2 separate regions of the Sus scrofa genome follow, and region 2 is linked to region 1. The links are chromatin contacts, called in public Hi-C maps. All regions are on one chromosome and are shown on one strand. Each heading gives the region's core, a stretch centred on a gene start, on an enhancer-like site or on the middle of the called end of the contact. The rest is flanking DNA. Distances are from core to core; before and after follow the strand shown. Region 1 holds the start of LDLRAD3 (low-density lipoprotein receptor class A domain-containing protein 3). Region 2 overlaps LOC102157601 (a long non-coding RNA gene).

Evidence for each region. A called contact is a pair of places that touch in the nucleus more often than the background predicts.
Region 2: a contact with region 1 is called in a Hi-C map of subcutaneous adipose tissue, with 2.2 times the contacts expected there. The contact joins the enhancer-like site here to the promoter of LDLRAD3 in region 1. A contact is called at or near these places in 1 of 5 promoter capture datasets (liver), 2 of 47 Hi-C or Micro-C datasets (embryonic fibroblasts and subcutaneous adipose tissue) and 1 of 2 datasets of contacts at active chromatin or transcription factors (alveolar macrophages).

The regions. Positions count from the first base shown.
Region 1 is chr2:25,152,907-25,157,498 of Sscrofa11.1, reverse strand. It overlaps LDLRAD3 (low-density lipoprotein receptor class A domain-containing protein 3), which reads left to right and starts at 2,185. Exons shown (of 6, transcript XM_021083187.1): 1 at 2,185-2,209. It overlaps LOC106509375 (a long non-coding RNA gene), which reads left to right. Exons shown (of 3, transcript XR_002341512.1): 3 at 1,336-1,984.
Region 2 is chr2:25,254,602-25,259,387 of Sscrofa11.1, reverse strand. All of the region lies in intron 2 of LOC102157601 (a long non-coding RNA gene), which reads left to right. Among named protein-coding and RNA genes, the nearest start is that of LDLRAD3, 100 kb to the right of the region's middle. Within about 2 kb of position 3,502, at least 9 of the 83 cell types and tissues checked have an H3K27ac peak or open chromatin away from gene starts, as enhancers often do. A contact at or near this core is called in alveolar macrophages and subcutaneous adipose tissue, where this site is marked.

The sequences.
Region 1 (4,592 bases), core at 936-3,435:
AGGGCTTCCATGTCAGCTCACCCCCTCTTTCTAGGGGTCTGGTATCTGATGACCGAAGAAGCTAAGCTAGGAAGCAGGGTCTAGGGCTCATAGCCAGAGAACACCAGTGTTTGTCCTCCCGGGCTGCTGTCTTGAGATTAAGAGAGTAATGAGAACGGTCTGTTTAGGGGGTCGGGGGCTGTGGGACGGGGAACGCACAGATTTTAAAGTAAATACTTAAGGGGTAGTTTCTATAAAGTCGAGAGTCAAAATTTATTCTTAACCCAACACGTTCAGAATCACAAGCCAAAATTAATTTCTTCAGTCTCCGATTTTGGCAATGACCTCTTCTCCCTAGAGCAAGAGAAGGCTCAGGTGTAGTTGGAAAAAAATATGGGAAGGAGATAACAGGGGAAACGAACCAGAGTTTCTCATTTTCTTTCTTTCTTTGGCACACTCTCTTTTTCATGATGGGTGTCCCAACACTTTTATTTGAATGTCCACACGACGGAATGCCTCTGTAGTTTTGCTTTCTTTATTCTGTTTGTCCAGTAGTGGAGCTATCGAGGGAATTGGTTGTGACTGTTCTGTTTTCAGAGAAGAAAACCGAGCCTGTGAATGATCAAGTCCACTCTCCAAGGTCATTAGCTGATTAGTAGCTAAACCAGGATATACACCTAGGTCTCCCTGAAGCCACACTCTTTGTATTACACCGAAATACTCGTCTGGGGTACCCGAGATGGGGTGCAGTGGGGTTCCCTGCCTTAATGTGGGTGTAAATGAGTTAATACTGACTACTGCTTCCGAGCACTACTTAGCCTGTGGGAGTTTCCGAGGTTGGGAGTACAGCGGCTAAGAATCTTTTTGTTCTGTCACTGATAAATGATCTGCAGGCTCTTAATCCCGGTTGCATATTCCTCATTTGTAAAGCTGTTGGCATGTTTGCACTGAGAGGATCGTTCTCTGCCAGCTTAGCTTCCCGTGGCAGTTTGGGAATTTTTTTTCTTTAAGATTTTATAGAGCTGAGTATAGAACGGGAATGTTTTCATAAGCGCTTAAGCATCTTTAGTGAAGCTAATTTATAGAATTTAAATGTTCCTCTCCTCTCCAGCAGTTTAAATCCAAATTCCTCAGCAGTGGGGAGCAGGGGCCCCGAGAAACAGGAAACCACTCTGTTTCATTGTTCATGCTCAACAATAAAAAATTAAACGGCCTAAAAAGTGCAAGCCAGAGAGAATTTTTTAGACATTCTCTCCTCTGAATTTAAGTGATGGTAATGAACACAAAAATTGGATGCTTCTCTTCATGGCTTTTTTTTTTTTTTTCTTTTTCTCTCTTCCCCTCTGGGCCTGGCAGCCATGTCTTGGACCACCGGGGTGACCCAGCCTGCATGACACAGCGCTGGGCAGGGTACCCGCAAGTCACTCAAATCACCTTGGCCAGCAGTTCACCTTGCAGCCCTCCCCTGGGAATGGTGTGACCCGGCAGGGAAGAGCTGCATTAGGCAGCCCCCTCGAGGCCCTTTGGCACAGTCTGCTGGAGAGCTGAGCACTCAGCCAAAGTCTGCAGGAAGCTTCCCTTGGTAAGATTTGTTGGAGCTACTTTCTGCTTCTATTTTCTATCCCCATTCCTGTTTTAGTATCTGTTTTTGTTTCCAAATTATGACACGGCATGAAATCTGCCTTCTCTGTTCTCCTGTGGAACCAGGAGGTGTATGAGTAAGTAGGTATTTAATACGTCAAAAGAGCAGGTCCTTCTCCTCACTTCTTATCTATGGCTTTAGGAGTTCAACACCCTTCTTTTGTCTTTTGTCCCTCAGCCCAAATCACACCCAAAAGATGCTCGATCCTCTCTAGATATGGTGACTTAAAAAAATATGGACACTGGATACAAATAGAACAGATTCAACAACTAACATTGACTAAGTGCTTATGCTCTGCCGAGTGCCTCATAATAGACACCTTATCGCATTGAATTCTCACAGCAAGCCTGGGACAGTGTTGTAATCATAGTTCTTATTTTGCAGATAAGAAACAGACTCAAAAAGACACTGTAACTTATCCAAGGCCACGCGTATGGCCCGTAAATGGCACGGCAGGGCTGGCACCCTTGGTCTGAGTTGTGTGTGTCTCGAATGCCACACTGAACAGAAGGCCAGCTTTCCAGATCGCCTGTGATGGAACAGAAGGACTTTCCTCAGCCTGACCTCCAGGCTGACAGAGACCAGAAGGTATCTCTCATAATATGACAGAGCTCTGTGTTTGGAAAGCATTGCGTTAGTCTAGGATAAGGTAGACTCTGCGACAGAAATAAATCCCAAAGTGCTAGTGATTTAGTGTAATAAAAGTTCATTTCTTGCTCATGTAGAATCCATTGTGGGAGCCCACGCTGGTTGGAGACAGTGTGTGTGTGTGTGTGTGTGTGTGTAGATGCTTCAGTTGACACCATGAATGGGAACTCAGGTGCCAGACCTCTGAGGGAAGAAGCCTCCAGATGAATCCTGCTCCTAACATTGTATTTACTTATTTATTTATTGGCCACACGCACAGCATGCACAAGTTCCTGGGCCAGGGATTGAACCCATGCCACAGCTGTAACTAGAGCCATAGCAATGACAACACCAGATCCTTAACTCACTGACTGCTCTTAACATTTTGTCACCTCCAGCTAGTCACATCTTCTTCGCTAAAGCCCAGACGGCATGGAGAGAGAGGTAAGTGGTCCTTGTCTGAAGTCTTCTCCATGGCTCCACACCTGAACCTGTTAAAGTGATTGAGGTTTGTGGGGAGGCTGTTTCTGCACTGAGAGAGAACCTCGGCATCCACACTGGATTTGCATACGCTGCAGGGTTTACCTTCCCATCACTCAACAAATATTTACTGAGCACATACTAGGAACCAGATGCTACTCTGGACATACATCAGTGAACAGGTAAAGCCTCATGTTCCATAGGAAAAATAGTTGCTGGTTTTTCCAAATAATCATTTTAAGTATGTTTTCCTAGGAACAAAAGTAATATTTGCTTATTCTATGAAATTTGAGAAATATACAAAGTTTTTAGAAAATAGAAAAAAAAATCCAGCAGAAAATGATCATCACCATGCAGTAATAATGCGTGATTACTCGCTTTTGTATTATCTTTTTTTTTTTTTTTTTGTCTTTTTTCTGTCTTTTTGTTGTTGTTGTTGTTGCTATTTCTTGGGCCGCTCCCGCGGCACATGGAGGTTCCCAGACTAGGGGTCACATCGGAGCTGTAGCCACCGGCCTACGCCAGAGCCACAGCAACGCAGGATCCGAGCCGTTTCTGCAACCTACACCACAGCTCACAGCAACGCGGGATCGTTAACCCACTGAGCAAGGGCAGGGACCGAACCCGCAACCTCATGGTTCCTAGTCGGATTCGTTAACCACTGCGCCACGACGGGAACTCCTCGCTTTTGTATTATCTTACACACACACACACACACACCCACACACATGTATATGTGTGTGTCCATTATGTATTCAATTTTATGTCATTTTTTCCCGTTTAGAGTGCATTGCAAACTCTTAATCCCTATTTGGGCTGCTTATAACAAAATACCTGAGCCAGGGTGACTTATAAATAACAGAAATTTCTTTCTCACAGCTCTGGAAGCTGGGAAATTCAAGGTCAGTATACCTGCAGACTGACGGTCTGCTAAGAACACAGTTCCTGATTCACAGATGGCATCTTTTTGTCGTGCCTTCACATACGGGAAGGTGCAAGGGAGCTCTCTTGGGGCCTCTTTATAAAGGCACTAATCCCATCCATGAGAGCTCCACCCTCATGACCTAATCACCTCCCAAAGACCCTCACCTCCTAATACCTTCACCTTGGGGGATTAGGATTTCAACTTTTGAATTTTGAAGTGACACAAACCTTCAGACCGTAGCACAAACTTATTCCCACATCATGAAAATATGATATTTAATGGCTGCATATGGTTCCATCCTGTAGCAATACCAACTATTTAACCACGCCGCAACCATTTCACATTTCAGTTGATTCCAGTGTTTCACTGTGATAAGCAACGCCTTGAAGAACCATCTTGTACATGAGTCTTTGGCTTCATCGCCGATTAGTTGTTTAGAATATAATCAGAGAAGTGGGATTACCAGTTCAAAGGGTATGCAAATGCTCATGTTCTTGATAAATATTGCCAGGTTGCTTTCCAGAGTGTTAGCACCAATTTACATTTTCACCTGTATTTTGTGAGATGCCTTCTCCTGCCAATAGTCAGTATTAGAGTGTTTCTAATCTTTGCCAATTTGTTACATTAAAGAATGGTATTTCATTTTAAGACTGGTTCACTTCCTAGGTTGCTCAGTAATTATTGGGATTTGCTTAAACCTGAGTTTTAATCCCAGGTCTGGCACCTTCTAACAAGATACATAACCTCTCTAAGCATCAATTTTCTTTCCATCAAATGTTGATAGTTATTCGGACTTTTTGGGATACTGTGTGGATTAAATGTGTTCAGGTTTATAACTGTTTTAACGTTCTGTTTAACGTTCTGCCTGTCACAGAACGAATAAATGGTAGTTATTATCATGGACATGACAATTCAAAAATTATCAACACATGAATAGTT
Region 2 (4,786 bases), core at 2,253-4,752, 100 kb before region 1:
CCAGGTTCACTGTTACTGTGGGCACCCACACAACAGCTTCCAGCCAGCACAGAGGTAACAGGAAGGACTCTAGAATGTCCCCACAAGAAAGCCAGTGGTTTGAGGACTAAATGAAGAGGGGTATGCTGCTATACCTTGGAGAAGAGGAGAGAAATGGTACAGATTTTTTTTTTTTTTAAGTCCTGAATACAGATTTTTTTTTTTTTTTTTTTGTCTTTTTGCCATTTCTTGAGCCGCTTCCCATGACATATGGAGGTTCCCAGGCTAGGGGTCCAATTGGAGCTGTAGCCACCGGCCTACGCCAGAGCCACAGCAATGCAGGATCGGAGCCGCATCTGCAACCTACACCACAGCTCACGGCAACGCCGGATTGTTAACCCACTGAGCAAGGCCAGGGATCGAACCCATAGCCTCATGGTTTCTAGTCGGATTCGTTAACCACTGCGCCACGACGGGAACTCCATGAATACAGATTTAAAGGAACTTTATAGTCAATATTACGATTTTGATGTTAACCACTATGAGCTGCGCCGGTTTTGTCAAAATCCCTCCTCACTGTCTCCCCTCCCTTTTATTAGAAGTTCAGTGACCCCAGACGCAATTAAGGAAAAACACCTTGAGCCTAGTCATCTGTGGGAATCTACTCTGTGTGGAGCATTTTGTAGTGTCTCTGAAATGGGTCTTCAGGTAGTCTGTCTAACCAGGGCGCTGCTGTAGCCTCCCTGTCCCCCTGGGCCCTGGGAATATGCCCTGTCTCCCAGCTCCATCAGTGAGCCTGATTGCTCTAAGGGACCCTCCATCAGTCAGCAGTCAATGGTTCAGGATGAACACCAGATCTGGGACTTCTGGAAGATTTCCTCACATCTAGGAGAAAGCCATGAGAAAGCCCCAAGGCCCCAATTCTTTTCTTTCCCTAAGTGGTGTGTGAAAATTAATACATAAGAACTCATTTTTTTAAAGAGTTTTATTTTTTCCACTATAGTTGATTTACAGTGTTCTGTCAACTTCTGCTGTACAGCGAAGTGACCCAGTGATATAGATATATATGTGAATATATATATATATTCTTTTTCTCATATTATCCTCCATCATGTTCCATCACAAGTAACCAGACATAGTTCCCTGTGCTATACAGCAGGATCTCATTGCTCATCTACTCCAAATGCAGTACTTTGAATCTACTAACCCCAAACCACCATCCATCCCACTCCCTTCCCCTCCCTCTTGGCAACCACAAGTCTGTTCTCCAAGTCCATGAGTTTCTTTTCTGTGGAAGGGTTCATTTGTGCCATATATTAGATGCCAGATATAAGTGCTATCATACGGTATTTTTCTTTCTCTTTCTGACTTCACTTAGTATGAAAATCTCTAGTTCCATCTATGTTGCTGCAAATGGCATTATTTTGTTCTTTTTAATGGCTGAGTGGTATTCCATTGTATATAGGTACTACATCTTTTTAATCCATTCATTTGTTGATGGACATTTAGGTTGTTTCTATGTCTTGGCTATTGTGAATAGTGCTGCATCCCTAGGATGCATGTGTCTTCTTCAAGGAAAGTTTTGTCTGGATATATGCCCAAGAGTAGGATTGCTGGATCATGGTAGTTCTATATTTAGTTTTCTGAGGTACCTCCTTAACCTGCTGAGCGAGGCCAGGGATCGAACCCGCAACCTCATGGTTCCTAGTCAGATTTGTTTCCACTGTGCCACAATGGGAATTCCCCTAATAGTAGTTTTGATTTGCATTTCTATAATAATTAGTGATGTTGAGCATTTTGTCATGTGCCTGTTGGCCATCTGCATATCTTCTTTGGGAAAATGCCTATTCAGGTCTTTTGCCCATTTTTCAATTGGGTTGTTGGGTTTTTTTACTGTTGAGTTGTATAAGTTGTATATTTTAGAGATTAAGCCCTTGTCAGTTGCATTGTTTGAAACTACTTTCTCCCATTCCGTAGGTTGTCTTTTTGGTTTTTTTTTTTTTTTTTTTTAATGGCTTCCTTTGCTGTGCAAAAGCACGTCATACACCACACTAACAAAAGAAAAGTCAAAAACCACATGATCATCTCCATAGATGCAGAAAAAGCATTTGATAAAATCCAACATCCATTCATGATAAAAACTCTTACCACATTGGGTATAGTGGGAATATACCTTAACATAATAAAAGCCATTTATGACAAACCCACAGCAAATTTAATACTCAATGGAGAAAAGCTGAAAGCCTTCCCACTAACATCTGGAAGAAGACAAGGATGCCCATTCTCACCACTTTTATTCAACATAGTATTGAAATCCTAGCCACAGCAATCAGACAAACAGAAGAAATAAAAGGCATCCAAATTGGAAGAGAAGAGTTAAAATTGTCACTGTATGCAGATGGCATGACACTATATAGAACACCCTAAGGACTCCACACAAAAACTACTCAAACTGATCAATGAATTCAGCAAAGTAGCAGGATACAGGGTTAACATTCAGAAATCGGTTGTATTTCTCTATACTAACAAGGAAATATTAGAAAAGGAATATGAAAATACAATACCTTCTAAAATCACAACCAAAAAAAATTAAATACCTAGGAATAAACCTGACCAAGGAGGTGAAAGACTTATATGCTGAGAACTGTAAAACATTAATCAAGGAAATTAAAGAGGATTCAAAGAAATGGAAAGATATTCCATGCTCCTGGGTTGGAAGAATTAATATCGTGAAAATGCCCATACTACCCAAAGCAATCTACAGTTTCTACACAATCCCCATCAAATTACCCATGACATTTTTCACAGAACTAGAACAAACAATCCAAAAATTTATTTGGAACAATAAAAGACCCAGAATTGCCAAAGCAATCCTGTGGAACAAAAACCAAACAGGAGGCATCACTCTCCCAGACTTCAGGCAATATTACAAAGCCACAGTCATCAAGACAATGAGGTACTGGTACCAAAACAGACATACCGACCAATGGAACAGAATAGAGAACCCAGAAATAAATCCAGACACCTATGGTCAATTAATCTTGACAAAGGAGGCAAGAATAGAAAATAGAAAAAAAGACAGTCTTCAGCAAGCGGTGCTGGGAAAACTGGACAGCCATATGTAAATCAATGAAACTGGAGCACACCTTCACACCACACACAAAAATAAACTCAAAATGGCTTAAAAACTGAAATGTAAGACAAGATACCATCAAACTCCTACAAGAGAACATAGGCAAAACATTTTCTGACATCAACCATTCGAATGTTTTCTTAGGTCAGTCTCCCAAGGAGCTCATTTAAAATGGAGTCAGGAGGCAAGAATGGGGAGCTCTCACCCACTACTACTTAAGGTCAATTGCATGCCCCGCGGGAAGAAGCACACCTTGCACTCCCAAACAGGTAGTGCAACTGCTGAACTATCCCCAAGGAAGTATTCTTTCTCAGCAGTAGCACAGCTGATGAGAAGCCATTGCCACCCTGAACTTCTGCTTTTCTCTACTGGACTTCCATTTAGAAAAACCCCTTCTGGTTCCCTGGGTTCTCCCTAAGAAAGCGAGTTTCCTCCCTTTGTTCTCTGGACATGCCCGTGATTCACCATAGATTGCATGTCCTGAATTGCAATTTTTTGCAACATTTTGCTGGCAAAGTAATGTGCTGTTTTATAATGTAGGTCAGCAAGTTCCTGAATGTGACCCAGGTTCCTGAGGAGGAAGCAAGCCTGGGGGTGTGGGGTGGTTGGCAAAGCAGAAGGCAAGGCAACTTGGGACAGACTGTGACCTGTGCCCAAAATGCTCTGACATCAGGCTCTAACCCTCACAACAGCCTTGCTACGGAAGCCTGATTAAGGCCTTTCTGCAAATGTAGAAACTGCGGCGAAGAGAAGTACACAGGCATTAAAATGAGTCATCAACAGAGCTGGAATTGAACCAATCCAGATCTGTCTGCCTCCGAAACCCGGGCCACTCTTCATCACACGGATCTGTCTCTTGTCCAGCAGGGAAAGAAATTATAGCAGGACGCTTCTGTGTTTGCGAAACCAGGGACTCACCCAACCCAGGCATACCCTCTTCCTTCCTCCCCACCACTCTAGCCATTTCCTCTACTCAGAATGCCCTTGACCCTCTTCTCCCACCAAAGAAATCCTTTCCATCCATCTTCCAAAGCTCTGCTCTAAGTTAAATTCCTATTCTGCCCTTGAAACATATTACATCTTCTCCAGCCTATACCAAGCTCTCTCTCAGCTGAACTTCTGACTTCGTCATCTGTGCCCACAGATTCGCAAGTTGCCCAGAGTTGTGTCATTCTTTGGGTTTTGATTTATCAACATTTAACTCTCGGTGTTAGCCCTCATCCAGTCTTCCTAGAACCTATTTCAGGTTTATACATACATCTCTGTATCTCCAAGGATGAGGTCTGGCATCAGAGAGGACTTCTTTCCTGCTGTATCCTCTCATTTGTTCCTCTTGTGCTCTGCGAGTCACTGGTTCGTTTTCCAAGTGTACTTGTTTTCCATCCTCTAGATCTTTGCCCAGGTGACTCCCCCTGTTTGGAATGTCTCCCTTTCTTCATTTCTACCCAGTAGAGTATTATTTTTTGTGCCTTATTTCTTTTAATGTCCTGGTGACTTGATGTGGTAAAGATCCTAGTCAATTTCATCTTTCTTTATATCCTCACAGCACCAAGCACAGGGCCTGGCCTACAGGAGACATTCAGTAAATGTTTATGAAATGACTAAATAATTGAATGAATTATTACTCTGTTTTTAGGACCTAGGAAAGAACTCGTCTTTGTAATGGATCTCCCA